Regions from separate parts of the Oryzias latipes genome. Here region 2 is linked to region 1. Evidence: chromatin contacts called from public Hi-C data. All regions are on one chromosome and are shown on one strand. Each heading gives the region's core, a stretch centred on a gene start, on an enhancer-like site or on the middle of the called end of the contact. The rest is flanking DNA. Distances are from core to core; before and after follow the strand shown. Region 1 holds the start of LOC101161934 (F-box/LRR-repeat protein 14). Region 2 has its middle 33 kb from the start of LOC101161934.

Region 1 (4,667 bases), core at 210-2,709:
TAAAAAAAATAATAATAACAATGGTGACAAAGTTGCTCCCAGCTGCACCTTTTTGGGGGAGAACCAATGTATTCTGCAAGCTCCTTTCGACATTTTCCCCCTAACCTTATCCCTGCTGGCTGTTACTGTACTCCTCTCTCATCAGCTCTCCCTCGTTTATGTAGCCTCTCTGTCACAGTTCACACGCGTCAGCAAAAGACAGTCTTAGTAGATGGCATTCCTTTCCCATGAAAAATATTTACATAGGAAAACATGAAAAGACACACAGTCCAGTGTCTGAGCTTAAACACATGCAAATGTGTGTTTGCATATGTTTACATATGAATTCATGCTGCAAAAATGACATTGAGCATGAAAGGGGATTGTAGGGGAGGAAAATTTACAAAGGGAATGAATACTAGAAAAATTGTATTAGCATTAATAAATAGTATAGTAAAAATAACAATAATAGAAAAAAAATACTTTTCCACATTTACTAGTTTTTCAGTGCAGACAAACTCCCTGAGAGAAAGTCTTTTGTTATCCTCGCATCAAAACACAGAACATAATTGGGTCCAGATATGATGCAACAGATTCTCTTTAGTTCTTTAGGAGAGACTTCAGAAAAACAAAATCTCTCTCATTTTTTGGGGCCATTCCATTCAACAAACTTTTTTTAGAGCGCATGGTTGTTAAACTGTTCTTGTTTAGCACTAGCTGGTGTATTTAAAAAAAGGACTGAAATTGTGACCAATCAGCATATCTTGAACATAAAGACCCACTTTGAGCTTAATTCTTTTTTTTTAAATATATGTCCTCCATCGTCAGAAAAATGCAACAAGAACATATTAAAAACACTATTTTCACATTTTAATGTAAGCTATGTTTGTTTTACTTTAACTCTTCAGCAAAAGACAATTCAATATATAAACAAACTTCTGATACCTGAACGTTCACATTTAGTCGTAAAAATCTAAAAAAGTTAGAGAAAAATCAGAGGGACAAAGAATCAGACTGATATTAACAATGCTGCTGGTTTAAACAGATCCCCATAAACAATAAATAAATAAACAATGTCGTCAGGGGGAAAAACGCAATCATAATATTTAATGTACTGAGCAGGACTTCAGTTGGTCTGATTCTTGTGTGGTCCGCTCAAAGGGTTAAAGCCCAAAGTGAACTGAATTGTAAGAAGTTGGTTTCCAAGGGAAACTGTTCGCACCGTTCCAGCTGAGGAGGGACAAACCAACTGAGTCACACAGAGGGGGCAGGGGTAAGCGGACAATACCGAGAGATCGAATTTTAATTGTTTCCCACATCCAGTGTTGAAATGTATAATTAGTTGTCATTATTAAATAACAAAATATTTAAGATAAAGTTATCTCGGGTGTTTGACTTCAAAGAGCGCTTGCTATTAGCGCCGCTGCTTCCCCGCCCCCCTCCCGTGCAGTCGGAGTGCTAAGGTTCCTGCCAAGTCGGTTTGAAAAGAGCAGACAAAGGCTTTGAGCCCAGGACGCTCCTCTCTGCCTCTCGCTTTGCTCACAAAGCCAGCCCAAGTCGCTCTTTTCTGCTTTTTCTGTCATGGAGCTGTTTTTGAGAAGCGGCGTTACGTGTGCAGAGTTTGTTTTTACTCTTTCTGTTTGAAATGTACGACCGTTTAGATCCCCGTTTGGCCGCGAGAGTAAGACGTTTTGTGGGTATAATACAAGGAAGCGTCGTCTGAGAGAGGGGGAAGGACTGACGCTTTTTCCTCCTCTCCTCCTCTTTCTTCCTTTCGCCCCCTCTCCTGCTCTTTTGGCGGATAGAGGGGCAGAGGCGAGGAAAAGAAACCATTTTTGTCTTTAAAAAAAAACATTTGAATCCTGCTGCGCAACCAACCGATCACGTGGCACCAGAGAGAGTTGGATCAATATAGAACAGTTAAGTGAGAGAAAAGGAAGAAACCCACAACTTCTATTTCTTTTTCACTTCTGTGGACAACTGTGACTGCTTGTAGTTGACTTGCAGCAGTGCCGGACTGAGTTCTTCATTTTTTTCTTCTTTGGAGGTGTGGAGTATTGATTCTTATATGCCTGGGTTTTGAAAAACAATGGAGACGCACATTTCGTGCCTCTTCCCGGAAATTTTGGCCATGATTTTCAGTTATCTGGACGTGAGGGACAAAGGCAGGGTAGCCCAAGTGTGTATGGCTTGGAGGGATGCAGCCTACCACAAGTCTGTGTGGAGGGGGGTAGAAGCCAAGCTGCACCTCCGCCGGGCAAACCCTTCCTTGTTTCCCAGCCTCCAAGCCAGGGGGATCCGGAGGGTCCAGATCTTGTCTCTGCGCCGCAGCTTGAGCTATGTCATCCAGGGCATGCCTAACATCGAGTCGCTCAATCTGTCCGGCTGCTACAACCTCACGGATAACGGGCTGGGCCACGCGTTCGTGCAGGAGATCCCATCACTTCGGGTTCTGAATTTAAGTCTGTGCAAGCAGATCACAGACTCCAGTTTAGGAAGGATCGCTCAGTATCTGAAGAACTTGGAAATGTTAGAACTTGGGGGCTGTAGCAACATCACCAACACTGGGCTTCTGTTGGTTGCCTGGGGCCTCCACAGACTCAAGAGCCTTAATCTGAGGTCCTGCAGGCATGTCTCAGATGTGGGGATTGGACATTTGGCTGGCATGACTCGTAGCGCGGCGGAGGGCTGCCTGAACCTTGAGTACCTGACCCTTCAAGATTGTCAGAAGCTGACAGACCTGTCACTTAAACACATTTCCAAGGGGCTGACCAAGCTGCGGGTGCTGAACCTGAGTTTCTGTGGGGGGATCTCAGACGCTGGGATGATCCACCTCTCCCACATGGGCTCCCTGTGGAGCCTCAACTTGCGCTCTTGTGACAACATCAGTGACACAGGAACCATGCACCTTGCCATGGGCAGCCTCAGGCTCTCCGGACTTGATGTTTCCTTCTGTGACAAGATCGGGGACCAGACCCTGGCGTACATCGCTCAGGGTTTGTACCAGCTGAAGTCCCTCTCCCTGTGCTCATGCCACATCTCTGACGACGGTATCAACCGGATGGTGAGGCAGATGCATGAGCTGAGGACCCTGAACATCGGACAGTGCGTGCGCATCACAGACAAAGGGCTGGAGCTCATAGCGGACCACTTGACCCAACTGGTGGGCATCGACTTGTATGGATGTACCAAGATCACCAAGAGGGGACTGGAAAGGATCACGCAGCTCCCCTGCCTTAAAGTGCTGAACCTGGGACTTTGGCAGATGACAGAGAGTGAGAAAGTGAGGTGATCAGTAATGTTTGCTTTGTGTGTGAATGCGTGTGTGTGCTCATTATTTGGATTTTGTTGGATGGAGAGGGAACACTCGAAGAAGGAGTTTGGGTGGAAAATGGGCTGTTTTCTTATTTAAAAAGAAAAAAAAACCCTCCTCGTTCCTTTTTACAAGATGAACCTTTTTCACACAACAGCTTTCTGTTTCAATGTTGCATTTTTCTCTTATTTTGTTGGCCTTGCAGGACTTTTATTTTGCTATGGTTTCATTTTTTTTCATAGAAAGCAAGCAAAAAGTTCATATATCTTAATAAATATTTTGATTTAATTTTAACTTTTAATATATCATGAAGTTTGACTTGAAAGCAAATCAATCAATTGACAATATCTTGAGTGCTAAGATTTTCAGAAGTTTGCAAATCAAGCTGGCATCCATCCAAACTTAATTTTCCTTTTTTTATTTTTATTTTTTTACTCAAATCAAAGAGAGGCTGTTAAACAATAGATGTATTTTTGCAATGAGTTTGGATTTGATGACAGCCATCACGCCTGAAAACATGAGGCTACCTCGTATGTGGTTAATTTTTCAAAGGGTGTATACTGTTAAAACGGATCAAAATGAAGTGAAGTGTAGAACAGGAGAAAATGTGCCTAAAGGGACTGCGTCTGCCCCCTCCCCCAACCAACCATCCCCTCCCTCTTTCCCTCCTTCGTTTATGAGCAGAGGCAGAAAAAACGACAAGTACACAATCTCACTACTGTTAATTTTCTCATTGTAAACAGCAACAATTTATCTGAAAGAGCTAGAAAAGTGCAGTCCGCCTGCAAGAACACACCGCTTTATGCAAAACTCAAAATACCCGCTAGTGTGCACAAGATTTTGTTTCCGTCTTTCTTTGGGGGGTAAAGTCTAACTTTATTGCCCCTTTGACCAACCTAAAGGAGACTAGATTAGAGCCTAGCAGAAATACCTGTAGCGATTCTCTAAAGACAGAAATCCAGAGGAATGTTAAGCTACGTACACATCGCCCTTGGCAACGCACGGTCAAGCGGCCACTTTTAATGAAAAGTCTATGTAAACACGCTAAAACTGATGTTTTGGGACTCTGCATTCAAAAGGGTCTAGGTACAAGATGCACGATCAAAAACCAGGTCAAACCTTGACCAATCAGGGACTCAGATTTTGTAGTGACGTATGGACCAGTCGGAGAAACTCGCAAATGATGGCAATCCATTGCAAAGATGCTAGCAATGAACCGAACTGTTTCCGTTTTGTGTCGCATTTGTGAGATCAGCACTGCTTTGACGAGACTTTCGAATCATAGGTGGTGGACTTACGCTAGTAAACAGTAGAAAAAGAACAAGAAGCCCCTTCCTGCTTATCCAGTGTGAACACTACGGGCTAAATGCGTTAA
Region 2 (4,213 bases), core at 1,040-3,539, 33 kb after region 1:
CAAATTCATAAAATAAGGAAAAAGTCCAAATTTTATGAGAATCAAGTCATAAAATTATAAGAAAAGTAGAAAAAAATGGAAAAATAAAGTTGTAAAATTATAGGAAGAAAGTCTAAATGCAATGAGAATGTCATAAATGTAGAAGAAAAAAGTCAATATTTTATAAAAATAATTTAATACAATTGTATAAAAAAATCCCCAATTTACAGAAAATTAAGGCCTACATTTATGCTTCAAAAGTCGTAATGTTTATGTTACAACAAAGATAATCAAATATTACTATTTTGATTGATGTTGAAGACAATTCAGAGAAGTTGAACAGACAACAAACTGCTCAAGAAGTACAACTTTATTTTTATGAAATTACAATTTTTTTTTCATAAAACCATGACTGTTTTTTTGCAAAATAACGACTTTTTAAATTCATAAACTTACCATTTTATTCCCATAAAATATTGACTTTTATCTTATAATTTCACATTTTCTTTTCGTAATTTTTTTTAACTTTTCTTATAAATCTATGACTTTATCCTTGTAAAGTTTAGACTTTTTGTACCCTGCCTTTGCCCAACAGTGGCTGGGTTTGGCTCCGGCAGCTCTGTGACCCCGTAAGGGATAAAGCCAATTCAGAAAACGGATGGATGGACTTTTCTCTCATAATTTTACTGTTTTTCTCATATATTCATTTACAAATTTTTCTTTTATGGTGGCTCTAAAACTAGGTCGTAGTGTTCTACATTCAGTCTGAAGCATTTATCTTTTTTTTCATGTTAAAAGAATGTGCCCAAATGCCAAACCTTCTCCAATAGACAATATTTCCTTTAACAGTTTGAATGGAAACTCATCAGCTGCACTTGATTTTCTACTAAAGTGGGAGACTGGACACACAAACAGACAAGCTTGTGTTTCCAATTTCCTGCAGACCTCCTCTCCTGCCCTTACCTTCAACATTAACCCTAAACTTACCCTACCCCCCCCCCCCCCCCCCCCAAAAAAAAACACATTTTTGTCTGCAGATTGAAAGATTTATGCCACATGGATCTACTTTTGTTCTAACAAAAACTGGCTATTAATGCAAGTCATTATTGAAGCTAATATTGGAGCAAAAATAAAAGGCTGGTACTCCAAGCAGCTTGTTTACACTCCCACTCTGATCATCTTTTGATCCATTTTAAAAGTGTTTCTAATGAGCTATTAATTATAATTATCCCCAAACCAAAAACAAAAACCTTTGTCAGTTTTTCTGGGACATAGTTTCTGCAGAACGGCAGGAATTTATTAGAAATTTGCCTGTGAGTTGTGGGTGGGATTGCTGCGTAGACTAAGCCTGCCCCCATTTCCCGTCATCCCTTTATTTACACTCTCTCCTGCAAGCTTACAGCCCCTCACCCCCTCAACATTATCGGTGCAAAAAAAACAACAACAAAATAACTGGACGGCTGGATGCCTCCTATAAATATATTGGAGCTATCCAGCCATACATCCAGCTCGGATGGATCTATTTGTCTGCAAGTGGATGCATTAGCATGGAGCTGAGCAGAAAGCTTGTGGCTTCCTGTTGAGGGTCCTTACATCTACAAGCTTTTTCCAACAGCATTTTTTCATCCGCTCCTGAGTCACAACTATTTGAATAATGAAATATTCAGAAATGCTTATTTTGAAGCTTAATTTTCTTTACATCATGAGAAATTTACTACAAAAACATGTTAAAAAACCCAAAACACCATTGGAGTGGATCTTTAAAAGAAAAGAAACAAAATCAAGAATGAAAAACCCTGATTGATGGAAATCTACACTCAACTTGAATCACGGGAATAAGCCCAATTTTGTTGATTACATTTCAGACAAGAAATGAAATGAAAGAGTAGGAGGATAAATAAATCATGATTTAAGTGTTTGTTAAAATTCATTGCAAGTCTGGATCTTTGGAATTTCTCAGAGCAGAAGTGAAGGTAATAGCAGGGATTGAATTAGAACAGTGTTTTGCCCTGTCCTCTGTCTGCAGAACATCTCACCCTCCCACCTTCTGTTTCTTAGCCAGAGGAGGACTCCTCCATTCCCTGCATTCCTCTCACATTCCCGCTCTGGGTTTACTTTTTCCACCTCTTTTTCCATCAACGTCACATGTCCCTCTCTGTAGCTCATGCCCGTTTGTCTGCTTCAACCCTCTATCCCTTCATCCCTCCCCTTCTCTCTTGCTTGATCTCTCTTTTTCTCTACCTCACTCCATATTATCCCCTTACCCTCTCCCTCTTCCTCTCCCCCTGCCTTGCTGTTTCCCAACATGCTCCAGTAAGCCGGTGAAGGCAGGGGGCTCGCCTGAACCCTCCACCCCCAGCAGGGGCCCTCCAGCTCAGCCTGGCTGGCTGGCAGGCGCTGTGGCATACCTCCAACACAAGCACACACACACGGACACACACACACACAAGAAAGCAAGTAAACACACACACAAGTTCTAATGTAGCATTTCTTTTTTTCCACTTCTGTTATTATATAAATTTTGTTTAAATTTTAAGAAAACTGCCAATAAAATATGAAATTTAAAAGTTGCATGTTAAAATAAAGATTTCTTTTTTTATCTCCTTAAAATCATATCTTTCTATTTGGATTTAAATAAATAAAAATCAGAAAAAGCAAATTATTTACTACGAGTTTGAACATATAGATTAGAATAAGCAGCTTTTTTGTGTTCGTCTTTTATAGTTGTTGGGTTTACTTTTAACCTATTGTGTCCTATGACTTTTTATTTTTTTTACTTATGTTTATGTATATCTTTTATGTGAAGCACGCGTGTTCTAAAATGTCCTTCATAAAGTGATTGATTGATATCTTGCTTTAATTATTTTAAAGTCTTCTGTAACATTATATATTATACAGTCGTTTTGAGCAGATTTGTAAATGTGCACAGGAATATTACCATTTCTGATATATTTCCTACATTGGAATCAAGACATTAGAATGTCTTCAGGTAGAAAACCTCCTTAACTATGTCATTTCGGTTTCACATTAATAAACTACATTAAAAAGTAACTAATTCAATTATTTTTTTTAATAATTATAAACCACAATCCTAAACAAGATTTTAATCTCAAGATTTAGGGCTTTTTCCCCTCAAGGGTAATCTGTTTGAACCATTTGCTGTAAATAAGAGCTAGACTGAGTGACCCTGGGGGTTCCAAACAGGAAGTACCCATAGGCTTCTTTTGAGAAATAAACTGCTGTTACTTAGTCATTCTATTAGTCAGAACAATCATTCTTGCTCTTCTACCCCTTTTTTTTTAAAACACATTCTTGCTAATCCTAATCCGAATTTAGTAGTGCAAGATGTTCAAGTTAAAAACTGGTCAGACGCCAAAATAAAAGTCGAAACGTTTGATTGACAGATTTTCCAAGTGCTGCCTTCCGTCAAGCTAACTCCTAATTGGTGAGAGTGGTTACCATAGAAACGTTAATTCAGAGCATGTTGACCAATCACTACTAAATGACTCCGTCATGGAGATGTGCGTTAAGGCCAGCCATTTTCTATGGGTGACATCACATTCCATCACAGTCCAGCTCTTTATAAACAGTCAATGGTTTGGGCAGATGGAATGCAAAAAAAAAAAACAACCAAAAAAATGAAAAAACAAAAAATTGTTTTTTTGGTAAATGTTTTAGATGAACACAAGTACATCTTTTCGCCGTTTCGCTAAAGTTAAGATGAGCATTCATACCTGCCAACAAAAATGATTTTTTAAAGAAAACAGAGTGTGGTTCAGACCAAACAGATCAGTGTGAAAGCACAGCAAGAGTCTTATGCTCCAACTGGGCTGGTAGGGCTACATGTTATGAAAAATAGTCAAAAACCTAAAATGTAGATTCTTATTTTTAACCCCTTCATGCAGTATGTTGCTTATTTGCAACTCCACTTAATTTAGTAACACCTTGAAATGAAAAAAAAAAAAAAGTATATTTTTTATATAATCTGCAATAAAAGGCATGAAGGGGTTAAAGGAAAAATTATCAAATTTTTGGTAATGTGGGGGGGTGAATTATTTTATATTTTTTAATTTAATTTCCAAATACCATGTGAAACTATGATAAGAGAAAAAAAGAGAGAGGCCCTCAGTAATTTGGTATTTCCTTTTTAGACAGGGGAGGAAGGGCCAATGCCCTCGATTTCAGTGTGTAGAGCGCACACGCACAAACACACACGCAACTTCTCTTTTAATCA

The links. Hi-C and Micro-C count contacts between places; a contact is called where the count stands out from the background.
Region 2: a contact with region 1 is called in a Hi-C map of embryo, with 2.0 times the contacts expected there. The contact joins the enhancer-like site here to the promoter of LOC101161934 in region 1. A contact is called at or near these places in 4 of 5 Hi-C or Micro-C datasets (embryo, fibroblasts and gastrula embryo).

What each region holds. Positions count from the first base shown.
Region 1 is chr23:14,009,801-14,014,467 of ASM223467v1, forward strand. LOC101161934 (F-box/LRR-repeat protein 14) reads left to right here and starts at 1,460. Exons shown (of 1, transcript XM_004083024.4): 1 at 1,460-4,667. The coding sequence starts at 2,069. The coding sequence ends at 3,271. It also overlaps a transcript of wnt5b not described here.
Region 2 is chr23:14,041,897-14,046,109 of ASM223467v1, forward strand. It overlaps a transcript of wnt5b not described here. Among protein-coding and RNA genes, the nearest start is that of LOC101161934, 33 kb to the left of the region's middle. Within about 2 kb of position 2,290, at least 5 of the 8 cell types and tissues checked have an H3K27ac peak or open chromatin away from gene starts, as enhancers often do. A contact at or near this core is called in embryo and gastrula embryo, where this site is marked.